Regions from separate parts of the Mus musculus genome. Here all the other regions are linked to region 1. Evidence: chromatin contacts called from public Micro-C and promoter capture Hi-C data. All regions are on one chromosome and are shown on one strand. The core of a region is the stretch at or near the end of the contact, and the rest is flanking DNA. Distances in the headings are between cores, read along the strand shown.

Evidence for each region. A called contact is a pair of places that touch in the nucleus more often than the background predicts. Capture Hi-C pulls out chosen DNA fragments and counts their contacts.
Region 2: a Micro-C map of trophoblast stem cells shows a contact between it and region 1, with 4 times the contacts expected there. The contact joins the promoter of Gpr156 here to the enhancer-like site in region 1. A contact is called at or near these places in 8 of 39 promoter capture datasets (the HPC-7 cell line, embryonic stem cells, hematopoietic stem and progenitor cells and 4 more), 6 of 484 Hi-C or Micro-C datasets (Th2 cells, embryonic stem cells, nephron progenitors and 3 more), 2 of 115 datasets of contacts at active chromatin or transcription factors (both in embryonic stem cells) and 4 of 9 other capture datasets (adipose tissue, liver, macrophages and 1 more).
Region 3: a promoter capture Hi-C map of adipose tissue shows a contact between it and region 1. The contact joins two enhancer-like sites. A contact is called at or near these places in 4 of 484 Hi-C or Micro-C datasets (Th2 cells, group 2 innate lymphoid cells, olfactory sensory neurons and 1 more), 2 of 115 datasets of contacts at active chromatin or transcription factors (embryonic stem cells and heart atrium) and 4 of 9 other capture datasets (adipose tissue, embryonic stem cells, liver and 1 more).

Annotation. Positions count from the first base shown.
Region 1 is chr16:37,812,701-37,817,314 of GRCm38.p6, forward strand. Fstl1 (follistatin-like 1) reads left to right here. Exons shown (of 11, transcript NM_008047.5): 3 at 3,006-3,110. Among named protein-coding and RNA genes, the nearest start is that of Gm41452, 35 kb to the right of the region's middle. Within about 2 kb of position 1,826, at least 176 of the 459 cell types and tissues checked have an H3K27ac peak or open chromatin away from gene starts, as enhancers often do. A contact at or near this core is called in adipose tissue, heart atrium, macrophages and 3 more, where this site is marked.
Region 2 is chr16:37,914,276-37,918,889 of GRCm38.p6, forward strand. Gpr156 (G protein-coupled receptor 156) reads left to right here and starts at 2,221. Exons shown (of 10, transcript NM_153394.2): 1 at 2,221-2,340.
Region 3 is chr16:37,890,985-37,895,598 of GRCm38.p6, forward strand. No RefSeq gene overlaps it. Among named protein-coding and RNA genes, the nearest start is that of Gpr156, 23 kb to the right of the region's middle. RefSeq lists an enhancer at 1,160-4,234. Within about 2 kb of position 2,632, at least 30 of the 459 cell types and tissues checked have an H3K27ac peak or open chromatin away from gene starts, as enhancers often do. A contact at or near this core is called in adipose tissue and heart atrium, where this site is marked.

The DNA.
Region 1 (4,614 bases), core at 576-3,075:
AAGGCCCTCCAGGGGTTGCTGGGCCCTTTGCATTTTGCATCCTGTCAGTTCGGCACTGGCGTACCTTTCCACTGTCAATGAGACAGGGAAGAATGGGGACATGACAGTCCAAGGTGACAGTGACATCATTTCGCAGGGGAAACTGAAAATAAATCACCCCCTGTAGTGACAGTCGCTTCCTGTTACACAGCACATGGCGCGGCTCAGTTAATTCTCAAGACAATTCTAACCTTCAATGTTTTATGTCTGCACCCAAGGAAGGGGGTTGCAAGAGAATACTCGTGGCAGATAAAGAAGGGGGCTGGGTATGAGTGCTGCATATGGGATCTAAACGCCTTACACTTGCTATTGTAACATCCATATTCCCATTATAGTTTCCCTAACCTTAATGCATACGGATGTAAGAATCAACCAAACATAAAGGAATCATTTGCCTTTGGTTGGAGGAACATCCAACTCTATCGCTTTTTGTTACTGGGCCTCTCAAGTCAGCTTTCCTACCTGTAAAAGAGGGATAATATGACTCTGGAATTAGGAACATATAGAGCGCTTAAGTAGCACCAACCATAGTAGGTCACTTTGAGGGAAGCCAGGTGTTTACAAATGGATTCTTAGTTACCCGTGGGCTGAATAGAGGTTTCTCTCTCTCTCTCTCTCTCTCTCTCTCTCTCTTTTTAGTTTGGGGAACTTAGGCAAATTATTTGACCTTTTGGGGCCTCAAATTGCTCGTTTGTAAAATGGAGCTAATAATCATATGCATGCTCTTCTCAGGTTAGCCATGCAGTAAGGTGAAATGCTGTGTGTGAAAACATTCACGTTTTTAATTGCACTCTTCAAGTACTAGTTGTTAGGGTGAAAGAAAAAGGTGTTCTCCTCCAAACATAACGTCAGTGAGCTACCTGTGCAAATGACTTGGGTTGAATTCAGATTCCACATAATAGTGTTTATTAGGAATATTTACCACAGTAGGAGAGAAGAGGGGGTAGCTCATTGGGTAAAAACACTTGTAGCCAGGCCAGAGGGCCAGAGGTCAATCTCTGGAACTCACCCGATGGAAAGAGAACCCCCCCCACACACACACACACACCCAAAAAGCCATCCTCTGACCTCCACAAACTTGCCCTGACTGGTGTGCCCCTCCCACACACCAATAACTAAACAATAAACATGCACATGAGACAAGATGAGGCTCTGAACTCGGCAGGATCTTCTGCAAGCAGCCCTGTAAGGTGTCCCCTTGATCATGCTCGCCCCCTCCCCCACCCACCATTTTCTCCTGCCCCACAGACGAGGAGATGTGTAGTTTAAAGGATCAGAGGGACTAGTTAAGTACACACTGGGAACATTTGAGTTTTTCCTTGAATGCAGACATATGCCAAAGCTCACTGATTTGTGCATTTGTGTATCTTCAGCTCCTGTGATAGGCCCAGGGGTTAAAGTGTTCAGCTCAGGGAAGTTGAAGAGGCCACTGGAATTGTCTTTTATAACAATCAGCACTGTCTTTTTCTATTCCCTTCTGGCTCTGCTTTTTGCTCGGAGACACAGCTCCCACAAGAGGGAGAGCCCTGTCTGTCTGAAGAGTTTGCTCAATTTTATTCCCCCTCTCTGTTTAGGAAACAAAGATCTAAATCCATCCTCCACCCTTCTGGGAATTACTTCCTCTTTTCTTCACTGTCTGCCAGCTTTTTTGAATTCTCCTTAGCAACATTTTAAAAAAAAAAATTAGTTTAGCAACAGCATTTAAGCCAATGAGATCTGAGCATGCAAATGAGTTCTAGACCAATGAGAGCTCTGCATGGCAGGCAAGGGGGCTTATGGGAGACAAGAATAACCTGGAGTTTGCAGAGCAGCCTCCAAGTGGCAGCAGAGCAGCTATTATGGACCCATCACCTCTCAAGCCTCTACTTTGTTTCCGTGTGTGTGTGTGTGTGTGTGTGTGTGTGTGTGTGTGTGTGTGTGTGTGTGTGTGTGTGTCTGGTTCCCCCGTTTAAAACATTTACTGTTACAGTAAGCCTTGTAGGTATGAGTTCTTTAGATACACTGTAGGCAAGGGCTGGAAATGTGGACTTTGCTGTTACCCAAGTCATTCGTAGGCCTCTTCTGTCTTTGTTGTTTTGTAACCAGCTCCAGCCCAGTCGTCTAAGGCCTGGAAGCCTTGGGTGATTCAGCCAGCCCAGCCTGGCGGAACAGAGGCCCCGGGGGAATCCCTGTCTTTGTTTATCCACCACTACCACAGAGCTGGGGGGTGAATGTCGTGGGAGTAAAGGAATGTACCACCAACAAACTGGTCCTATCACAATCCACATGTGGCATACAGACCTTCCTCTCCCTGCAGTTCTGTAACATCTGTCTGAACAGGAAACCTGACCAGCAAGAAGCTTGGGGGCCATACTCTTTTTGGAGTGGGTTTGGTCCTCTTCATCTTGTAGCCTGGGTACACACAGAGAGTGGCTGGATATCATAGCATATCCACATGGTGACCATCCTTCGGTCCTTTCAGATGGTATTGCAGTAAATACCTTGGTGTTAAGATGTCTGGATGTGTCTCCAGTGTTTCCATTTCTTCCTAGCTTAGACTTCTCATCCTTAAAGAGACAGTTAAGGTGTGGAATCTTCAGAAAGGGCCATCTGATTCTCCCATACACCCCTGCTCCCCAGAGCACCCACTGTGGCCCTTCCGTATATGTGTTCCTCCCTGAGAGTCACAGAGTTCATGAGATCAAAGATTGCCCTGTGTAGCTCTAGCCCTTAGCATAGTGCTGGCTTTATCACAAATGCTCAAACCGTATTTTTTTTTAATGAGGAAGGATGCAAGAAAGTCACTCTTCACAGGGGAACAATCTTCAGTGCCTGTACCTGAGCCAGAACAATGCCTGTGAGTCTGATGCTAAAAGATAACTTTTGGCACACGGAAGCCCCAAGCCTGAAAGGTCATTACCACCAATGTTTCATCCTGTGATGGGCTCATCTCAGTAACGTGGCATCCTTTATGATCTGTGTTTTAGGAGGAACCTAGAAGCAAATCCAAGATCTGCGCCAATGTGTTTTGTGGAGCTGGCAGGGAATGTGCCGTCACAGAGAAGGGGGAGCCCACGTGCCTCTGCATTGAGGTGAGTCCTGGTGTCAGGCATGGGGGGTGCTGACTGTTTAGGGGGTCCTTGAGAACTTGCTCAGTAGGAGATGCGCTTGCTGCCATCACAGCCTCAGGACCTACACAGATGACTGGCATGGCAGCAGGAGGCACTGACCGCAGTGCTGGGCGAGAGGAGGCAAATCCATGGAGTTCACTGACTAACCATTCCAGCCAAATCATGAGCTCCAGGCATAGTGATAACTCTATCTCAGAAAGTTATACTGAAAACAACCAAGGACAACACAATATGGATCTTTGGCCTCAATACATACATGAACACCAAAAAAGAAAGAAAAAGAAAAAAAAAGAAAAAAAAATGATGTTAACAAGAAAATAGAACCAGTCTGGTTGTCCATCAGCATATGAACAGATGATGGAAATGTGGGACATATAGACAATGAATAATTATTCAGGGCTGGAGAGATGGCTCAGTGATTAAGAGCACTGACAGCTCTTCCAGAGGTCCTGAGTTCAAAGAGGTCCTAGGGGCTCACTACTATCTGTAATGGGATCCAATGCCCTCTACTGGTGTGACAGTACGCTCACATACATAAAATAATAGTTTTTAAAATGATATAAAAAGAAATATTATTTATCTTTAAAGAAAAATGAAATGTGTAGGAAAATAGATGGACCTAGAAGGTGTACTATTAAGTGAGATGATTCAGGCTCAGGAAGAAAAACAAAACGCATGTTCTCCTTCCCATGTGGATCCTAGACCACACATATAACACAGAGAGGTGTACAGGAGGGTACAGTTGAGGTTGAGAGAGGAAGGGGTGCTACGATGCAGTCATCGGTGAGGTAGGATGGACAGAGGGACGCATGAGTCATGAAAGGATGTACATCAATATTTTGTCTAGTTTCTAGTCTGTCATAGTTTCTACCTTTTGAATTTTGGGTTTATTTGTTTTTGTGCTGCATCTGAAGGAGCAAGAATTGTGTAGTTTTCCATACGAATCCAACGTGTGTCCATCCTTTGAGATAGTGGTTGTGATAGTTGAACAATCTTTGTAATTCCACTGACTGCTGGTGTAACAAGAGGTCACATGGCTAGTCACAAGTATATTCGTCACATTGACCCACTTTGAAAAAGTGACCTAAAAAAAATGTTCTGAGGGGAGACTCTGTAAGAGTAAATGGTTCCTTTTTTCCTTCAACTTAAAACTCTATGAAGTCACTCCATTGCAGTGTTACTTAATATGTAAACTGTATTGCAATACATGAAATTAGGTATGGTATTACATTTTAAACTTTTCTTTAAATTAAAAAGTTACTAATTGTTTGTGTGTTAAATAGCATAGGTATTTAGACATTTGTACTAATGGCGCTCAGTTCTCATTAGTCTTAGGTAACTGGCACTAACAACTTTTCTAAACACTAGACTTTCCCCTATCTATTTTATACAAAATAACATTTCCACACATAGGTCTGTGCAATTTACTTTGCAGCCTTTGGTGGGCCATGGAAGCCACCCATAT
Region 2 (4,614 bases), core at 971-3,470, 100 kb after region 1:
GCTGTTACAGACACAGAATGCTGGGAAGGAGACATTAACTCATCTCACAGATCTGAATGATAAACTCTGGAAGAATGATGCTGACAAGGCATTTGCTTCAGACATTGAAGGTTGGGGGGAAGGGCAAGTCAACAGGTAAAGATGTGGATGAGGGAAGTGGGGAGGACTAAAAGAAACAGATGAATTGGCTTGACAACCCAGGGTGTGTGTATTCAGAACCCAGCAGTTAAGCTTGAGTGGACCGAGGGTTGGAAAGCCAGCCTGCTCGCCCCAATTGTGAGAGCTCAGGCTTAGAATTGCACAGGGGCCTCACTGTGAGCTTAGGGGGGTGGTTTGCTTGTTTTATTATGAAAGTGGCGTTCTTAAGTCTGTGCTGATGGTGGGGAGACCGGAGGCAAAAAAAACCTGTTAGGAAACTATTAAAATGATCCAGCCCAAGGTAATTAAAACTTAACAAGGGCAGCAGTGTGGGAATGCAGAGAAGAGTCTCCAGAAACACCTCTTAGGTAAATATGGTAGATCCAGGTGGGAGATGAAAATTGGTGCGCAGTAATTGAGGGGCTGCGGGATAACTCAATGGAAAAAGGACAATGGGGTGAGGGAGAAGGGGGGGGCAAGCTGGAAAAGGGAGTCCGATATAGAAGAGCAGTGAGAGTAACTGGTTATTGTTTTCTGGGGGAGTCTGAGGTAAGAGAACAGGCAACGGAGATCAGAGGGGAAATTCTTAATGGGGAGCGACAGACTCAAGATCCAGCTTTGGACACTGAAGTGAGAGTGATGGAGAAAGACTGTGCCAGAAACGTGACTGTGCGTGCATACACGTGGAGTGCAGAGCACTGATGGTAGTTGTCTCCCTCAATTATGCTCCACAGTGATTCTGAGACAGACACTCCCACTGCACCTAAAGCTTACCAATGTAAACTGGCCGTCCAGCAAACCCCAGAAATCTGCCTGTCCCCTTCGCTGCCTCCAGCCTTGAGATTACAGGCAGAGGCTTTTGTTGGGGAACCCCAGCAGGTCCTCACGCTTCCAGAGTGATTGCTCTACCACATGAGGCATTGTTCCAACATCCCTGTCCTGGGCTTTTAAACTGAGTAACCCCAAAAGTGGAGAATCAAAGGGGGCCTCCCCAATGACAGCATCTAACTGCACAGAACAGAAACTCACATTTTGCTCAGTGTCTCACATTCAGGACAAGATGTGAGAAACACGCATTGTCCTGAATAAAACGTTTGCTTCATTTCTTTCCCCATATTTTCCTCTCCAATGAAGTATTTTCCTGTGAAAAGAAGCCTTTGGGTGAAATAGTGAGGGAGGGGTTAAAAAATTTTAAAGCCAATCCTCCTTACCATGTGTGATCTGAACCCTGAAGTCCTACTCGGTTCCCCCTCCCCTCCTGTCCCTAAAATATGTGGTCAAAATGTGGTGTTTGAAATGCAAGCCTTTAATCCCAGCCCTCCAGCGGCAGAGGCAGTCGAACTCTGTGAGTTCGAGGCCAGCCTGGTCTCCAAAGTGAATTCCAGGCCAGCCAGGGCTGTTACACAGAGAAACCTTGTCACGGGAAAACACATGCACACACACACAGACACACAGACACACACACACGCATTCCTATTATAAGCAACATTCTTGTCTTTCTAAAATAAACACAAGCTCAATGTAAAGAATCAAAAAATGCCCAAATAAAAAATGAAGAATGAGGAAAAAGAAGAGATGAGAGGGAAAGGCGGGGAGTAAGAAAAAGAAGAGGGAAGGAGAAATGCAAAAGGCCAAGGGAAAGCTAATGGATAACCTCCCCCCGTATCAAAACAAAACAAAAACAAAGCAAAACAAAACAAACAAACAAACAAACAAACAAACAAACAAAAAACCAGAAACCGGGATCTGAGACTGAGGAACCAGGCACAGGACCTGCTCCGGAGGTCTGAGCATCCTCGGGCTACAGGGCTCCTCAGACCGGCGCTGCAAGCGGCTCTTTGAGCACAGCAGCAGGAAGTCGCCCAGAGAACCGCTCAAACAGGAGTGGACGTCTTTGGAGGAGTGGAGGATGCGGGAGTAAAGGGACTCCGGAGTAGAGAGGCCTGCAGCCGAGCGCAGGGTCCGGTCGCGGCGCGGGGTGGCGCCAGAGGAGGGACGGCGGTCAGACAGAGGAGGAGGCGACCCGCAGGGCACCGCGCACACCGCACAGCCGCCACTCCGGCTGTCTACGAGGCGATGGGCGCGGTCCGCGTCCCTCCCGCCACCTTCCAAACCCGAGAGCCCACCAGAGACCGGAAGAGCACGCGCGTCCCAATCCCGGCCGCGGGCTCGGCGCATCTCTGCGGACGGGGACCCCGCAAGGTGAGCACAGTGCGCCCTTGAAGACCCCAGATTTTGTAGGACCTCCCTATGGACACAGACACCTCCAGTAAGAAATGGAGAGGGCAGGAGTCCCTTCTCCTATTCAAAACCTGAGCAGGATATTCAGAAATGATTTAAGAAGTCCAAAAAGTAGGGAAGAGCGCGTGGCCACGCATCAGGGATGGCGTTGATAATTTGGGAGGAAAAAGGGGAGGGGAGAGTGAACCCAGTGTGACTTCTCTATTTTATTGAATAAGCAACAAAGTGCTCAAAAAGGAGATCTCAGAACTATTTCCCACACTCGGGTGATTTCCAAGCGTGACCCCAAATCTACCCTGCAGGTGCAAGCTCACCCCGAGGGCAGGGTGGTGAGCTGACGTTCCCCCACCCCCTCTCTGAAGTCTGAGAAGAAAGTTTTACTACACCGCCTATGTTCTGTGTGGAGGCTTTGTTCCTGGGCACTGGAGGAGTGACCCAGGCTCCTGAGCATCCTTGGATCTGACCAGCAGCAGTTTCCAAGCGTGTTGTAGAGGCTTCCACTTAGAAAGTTGGGCATCACGTGCTACTTCCTTAATGCTTTCTGTTACCTGTTAACATTTCGAGATTAAACTGTGTAGGGAAGACGGTGTAGCCACTCTACCCATTTGTTTATTTTCTGGATGCATGAGAACTAGGTACCTCTGATAAACCTGTTTTCCCAGTGTATTCCTTAAACAAGCTGTGGAGGGAGATGCTAAGAGTGTGAATACTTCATTGAAAAAGAAGAGTTTTCAGATGGGAGTTTAAAACCACCATATTTGTTGGTGTGTTAATTAAGCAGCAAGGCCGCCAAAGAGGGTGGGGGAGAAACACCTTTTCTCCACCAATAGCTGGATTCTCCCAGGAGTTGGAACACCAGCCAGGCTTCCAAGTTTGTAGTTTTAACTGCTGCAGAAGGAACAAATGGGTGTATCCAGATAAATGAGGAGGGAATCACTTGTCTGGGGGCTGTAGACACTTTGACTCTGGGATATAAAGTGCCTTGGCAGGCTGGCTTGAGTTGGGACTCTCTCAGAAAGAGAGGGGGCTCCCTGGTCCCATTTTGTCTGTGTGATTCCCCTGCAGGACCACCACTGTATCTGGCATATTCTTTCTGCTTCTCTATCATTGCCCCCAGCTTTAGCTTCTCTCTGTTCCCTAGAGTTGGTCTGGTCAGAGGCAAAGCCTTTATGGAAACTTGGGAATAGAGAAGCCCAGTCTTGGGAAAACAGGAATGTCCTTCAGCAGAGACCAGGAGGGCAAATAGCTAAAAGCAACTTCTGTCCTAGAGAGTGGAAGAATGAGCAAAGGAATGAAGTTAACTAAAAAGAAGCGGCCTCAGACACACCATTTTGTTTTGATTTGTTTTGGTTTCTCAGGACCGGGTTTCTTTGTACAGCCTTGGCTATCCTGGAATTTGATCTGTAGATCAGGTAGCCTTGAACTCACAGAGATCCAGGTACCTCTACTTTCCAGGTGCTGGAATTAAAGGTGTGTGCTACTATGCTAGGCCTAAGGACTACACTGTTTCACGATGAGGGCTCCTCTATTACATTTTCTTGCTATTTGTCCATAAGGGCATTTGAAAGTTTTATTGGAAGAAATAGAGGCCCCTAAGAAGTGCCCTCTCTCCTCAGATTCACCGTTAAAAAAATACCCTTGTGCGTGCATGCATGTTTGTGTGTGATAGAGAGTGTATGTAGTGTGTGTGTGTGCATGCATGTACATGTGTGTATGTGTGTGAGTATTTGTGAGTATGTGTGTATGTGTGAGAGTGTGTGTTTCCATATGTCTATGTGTGTGCGCGCACATGTATGTATGTGTTTGTGTGTGAATGTGTGTGTATATATATGAGAGTGTGTGTGTATGTGTGTGTACAGGCACATGCAGACAGATGCCTCAGGTTGGGTTCTTGCTTCCATTTTGTTTGAGGCAGGATCTCTTATTTGTTAGCTGTGTGCACCAGGCTAGTGGGCCCGAATCTAAGGATTCTCCTGTCTCTGCCTCTCACCTCCTGTTAAAACAGAACTGAACACACAGCACATGGCTTTCTATATGGTCTGGGGATCCAAACACTCACAGCAAGTGTTTACCTGGTGAGCTTCCTCTCTGGCCTGAATTCATGTTTCATTTCATGCTTTGAATGTTTTCAGAGAGTAACCTGAGGCAGAGAAGAGAGAAAAAGAATGGCCAGGTCTCCTGTAAGCCACAGAAGCCACAGAAGCAGTGAAGGGCAGATGACTTGGGCAGAGAAAC
Region 3 (4,614 bases), core at 1,382-3,881, 79 kb after region 1:
ACCTACATGAGCACCAGGCAAAATACTCATACACATGAGATACACACACACACACACACAGAGACAGACACACACACACATATATATGTGTGTGTGTGTATGTATGTATATATATATATATTGCATGTAATACTAAAAAAAGCAATCCACGCTATTGCTGGCTATGCTCTAGTAACCCCATGCTCCCTGCCCCATGGTCTCCATGTGGCAGCCGCCCAACTTGCAGTTTGCTTGCTGTGGATCCTGCTCACATTCCCAGTCATCTGCCCCCCCCCCCCCGTGGTTAGCTGTCGAAAATCCCAATAACCCAGTAAAATCAAAACTCTAGAGGCTTGTAATTTATCAGTCAGATTTATATCAGTAAATTCTCAACTCACAAAATGCCCACACAATAAACTCAGAGCCAGTTGATATTGATACAAGCTGCCCACCTGGATTGGACATATTGTCCTATATTATTCTATCCCTTCTATGATATTCATAGCTCTACCTGTGGCTATTTAAAGTCACGTGGATCGGGTTCATTCTCCTTCCTCCATCTTCTCTGTCCTCCTGTCCTCTCTGACCTATGTGTTCCATCTCTAAAACTCTCAGCCCACTTTCTGCCCCCATTCACAGGCTCTAGCCTTATCTTGTGCTTGCCCTCACCTCACTTGCATATAGACAGCAATCATTTTATATATATATATATATATATATATATATATATATATATATATATGTATATATGTATAAAAATAATTTTTTTCAAGACAGGGTTTCTCTCTTTGTGTAGCCCTGGCTTTCCTGGCACTCAGTAGACCAGCCTGGCCTCAGACTCAGAGATCTATGTAGTGAGGATTTGGGTTTCTTTAAAAATATAAAAATATTACAAGAATGTGTTCTCATTTTAATCCCAGATGTGGAATGTGAGGCTGCTTCAGATTGTCCACAGCAGCTGACTATGATTTACCTCGTGCTCCAGCAGGAGCGTGATTTTGCCAGCGACAGACAGTTTCTGTGAGTGTGTGACATTTGGAATTCTGGGGACTTGGTTGCTTGCTGTTTGCTAAGTAGTAACGCACGAAGAAGAAACAGCAACAACAGGAAATTAGATATCCTGACAGCAAAGACCAAACTTGCTCCAAGGAACTCATAGCCCCTAATCAGCAGGAAGTACTCTGAGGATAATGTCGCCCCTTCCCCCTCTATCCTTTTGTTTTTTTCTCTCCTATCTAGCATTAAGGGGTTAAAAGGGTGGAATAAAGAAGAACTCACTAGGTAGCCAGATCCAGCTACAGATCTGCCTTGCCTTTGCCTCTGGAGTGCTGGAATTAAAGATGTGTGCCTCAATGCCCAGCTATAGGCTATCTTCTTAACGGTCTTATTTTAAAAGGTATTCTGTAAATATTGGGAAGGTTTAAATGGAAAAGGAAAGTTGTACATGATGTCATGAGAACTCTAAAAATGTTCTTAAAATGTCATTATTTATATGTATTTTCCCTTCATATAAAGACCGAATTTAAAACCATCAGTTTGATAGTTTTTTTTTTTAATTAAAGCTGAAGTAAATAAAGGTCTGTAAAAATGAGTCTGAACTCCTTAGAAAATAAGCCTGTTTTACAGCCTCTACAATTTTTGAACTTTTTGTTGCTAGTTTGAAAATCTTTGTAACCTTAGCAATGACATCTGAGGTTCTTCCTAAATTTTAGAGACTACAGTTTCCTGTGTGCAACACCTTCCAGGTTTTTGCAGCTTTCAAATATTTGTACATTCTTATATGCCCCCACTAAGCCCCTATTAGTCATCCCTATTTAGGTCCTTTACCCCCTCCTCCTAAACCAATGGGCATGTAGCCAGGGGCCTAGCTACTCAGCTAGTGAGAATGGTACCCTCATCTGTAATTAAAATTCCGCCCTTTCTGTCACTTCCAAGGAGTTAGTGTAATAAATGGCAGATGGCAGCGAATCAATTGGTTTTCATTTCTGCATCCCATAAAGAAAGGCATGTGGTAATTGACCAGTGGCTAGGAGTAAACCAGATGGTTTCAAGATGCCAGTGGCATAATTATAATATATACTACATACATATTTTTATTCTGTTGTGCAGTAGGAATTTCTCTCCAATTCTAAGCAATCACAGAATCATAGGGTTAGCAGTGAGAGCCTGAGAAGAGGTTAACACATCATGTATGTAGTGAACAACCTAGCCATCAGGAAGAAAACCCTTGTTTAAACAACTCAGAGGTTGCTTCTTTAGTGAGTTTCAAGTTTCATGTTTCCTAAGGTTCTTCTGATGGGTGCTTAGTCAGGTTAAATATGTCAGCAAGATGAAATGTGTGAGGGTTTTGTTGCTATGAAGAGACACCACCAAAAAGCAAGTTGGGGAACAAAAGGTTTATTTGGCTTACACTTCCATATCATAATTAATTATTGGAGAAAGTCGGGACAGGAACTCAAGCAGGGCTGGAACCTGGAGGCAGGAGCTGATGCAGCGGACATGGAGGGTGCTGCTTACTGGCTTGCTTCCCCTGACTTGCTCAGCTCGCTTTCTAAAGAGACAGGGAGGCCAGGCTTGCCTGTAACCCAGGGCTTGGGCAGCAGAAGCTGGAGGATTCCAAGTGTAAGAGCTCGGACTATATAATATGACTCTGTCTCAAAAACCAAAGAAGGCGACTAGCCAGATGACTCAAAGGGTAAAGGCACTTGCTACACAGCTTGATGACCTCAGTTTAATCCTGGGAACCCAAAGGCAGAAGGAGAGAACCAACTTCCACAACTCCACGTACACACACACACACACACACACACACACACTAAGCAATATAGAAGTGATTTTTTTAAAGTCAGAGATGATTTTTTTACAACTAATTTGATACCTAAATGAAAGAAGATAATAATCACAACTGAGGGGTCCAAATTAATGGGCTAAAAGAGCAAGCGGAAAATATTCCATAGCACAGAACAAAGATTAAAGCAAGAGACTGGAGCGAAGTCTAAGAGGTATAGCAGACTGTGTTGCCGGATCTGCATAGGCAAAGGGCTCAGATAAAGGAAAAGAAACAAACTTGCAATGGAGGAAAGTTCTTGGATGGAGAAATCCCAGACACTGTGCTGAATGGCTCATTCAGGAAAATTCATTCCAGACTGAACACACAAGCCAGCAAGTTCCTGATAAGACTTGAAACTCTTTGTGTGGGTGTGAGATAAGGGGTCACAAGCCAGTACACAGGAATTGGATTCCAGAGGCTGGAAAGAAGTCTCAGCAATTAAAGAGCACTGGCTATTTTTGCAGAGAACAAGGGTTAGGTTCCCACCCTGCAAACAACTAATGACCATCCCCCAGTTCTAGAAGATAAGACACCCCCTTTTGGCCTCCTCAGATACTTCCTGTATGTGGTGTATATACATGCAGGCAAGACACACACACACATACACACACAAATAAATGAATCTTGTTTAAAAAACAAACAGAATCTGTTCTCCAGAAGTTAAGGCAATAATATTCACAGACTTCTCATAGAAACAGACTCCAGCTCATGAAATTCATGACCAGTTGAAACTTCAGTTATCAGGGAGAAAGAAATCTATTTGCAGATATGTCAGAAGTGGGAGAAAAATGCCTATATATTTCACCTGAAGAAAATGTGTAAGAGGAGATTCAACCAACAAACAAGACAAACCATTGCAGAGCTAGAAAGACAAGACAGGAGGACATGGTATGGAGCAAAGAAACTTGAGATAGAAGTACACAGGTAAAGATGTAAATCGTGGTTCCTTCAGGTCTGAGCCGGTGCCCTGAGCAGACCTTGGATGCTAGCTCTGCACCCAGTCCCACAACACCCAGAGGAAGCTGGACTCCCAGGAGCTCTAATGCCTCCAGGATCATAGGTGAGGAGGCCACAACATCTGCCCCAACACCAGGAGTAACTGGGACCCCCAGGGATCCAGGGACACAGGAACCCTGCCCAGTCAGTGGCACAGGTTCCTTCTGGTCTGAGCCAGTGCCCTGAGCAGACCTTGGATGCTAGCTTTGCATCAAGTCCCACAACACCCAGAGGAAGGTCATAGGATCATAGGATCATAGGATCACAGGAGCTTGATCTCACCAGGATTTCAGAATCCCAGAGGCAATTTGACTCCCATGAACTCTTACACCAGATCTCAGGATCATAGCGACAGCTGGACTCTGAGGAGTTCTGACACAAACAAGATAACAGGAGGGACAGGCTCCAGTCAGAGACAGTGAGTGCAGGTAGCACTAGAGATAACCAGATGGTGAGAGGCAAGCACAACATAAACAACAGAAACCAAGATTACTTGGCATCATCAGATCCAGTTCTCCCACCATGGCAAGTCCTGGATACCCCACCACCCCAGAAAAGCAAGATTCAGATTTAAAATCGCTTCTAATGACAATGATAGAGGACTTGAAGAAAGACATAAATAACTCCCTTAAAGAAATACAGGAGAACACAGGTAAACATGTAGAAGCCCTTAAAGAGGAAACACAAAAATTCCTTAAAGAATTATAAGAAAACACAACCAAACAGGTGAAACAGAGCTAAACAAAGAATTCTCAACTGAGGAATATCGAATGGCTGAGAAGCACCTAAAGAAATGTTCAACATCCTTA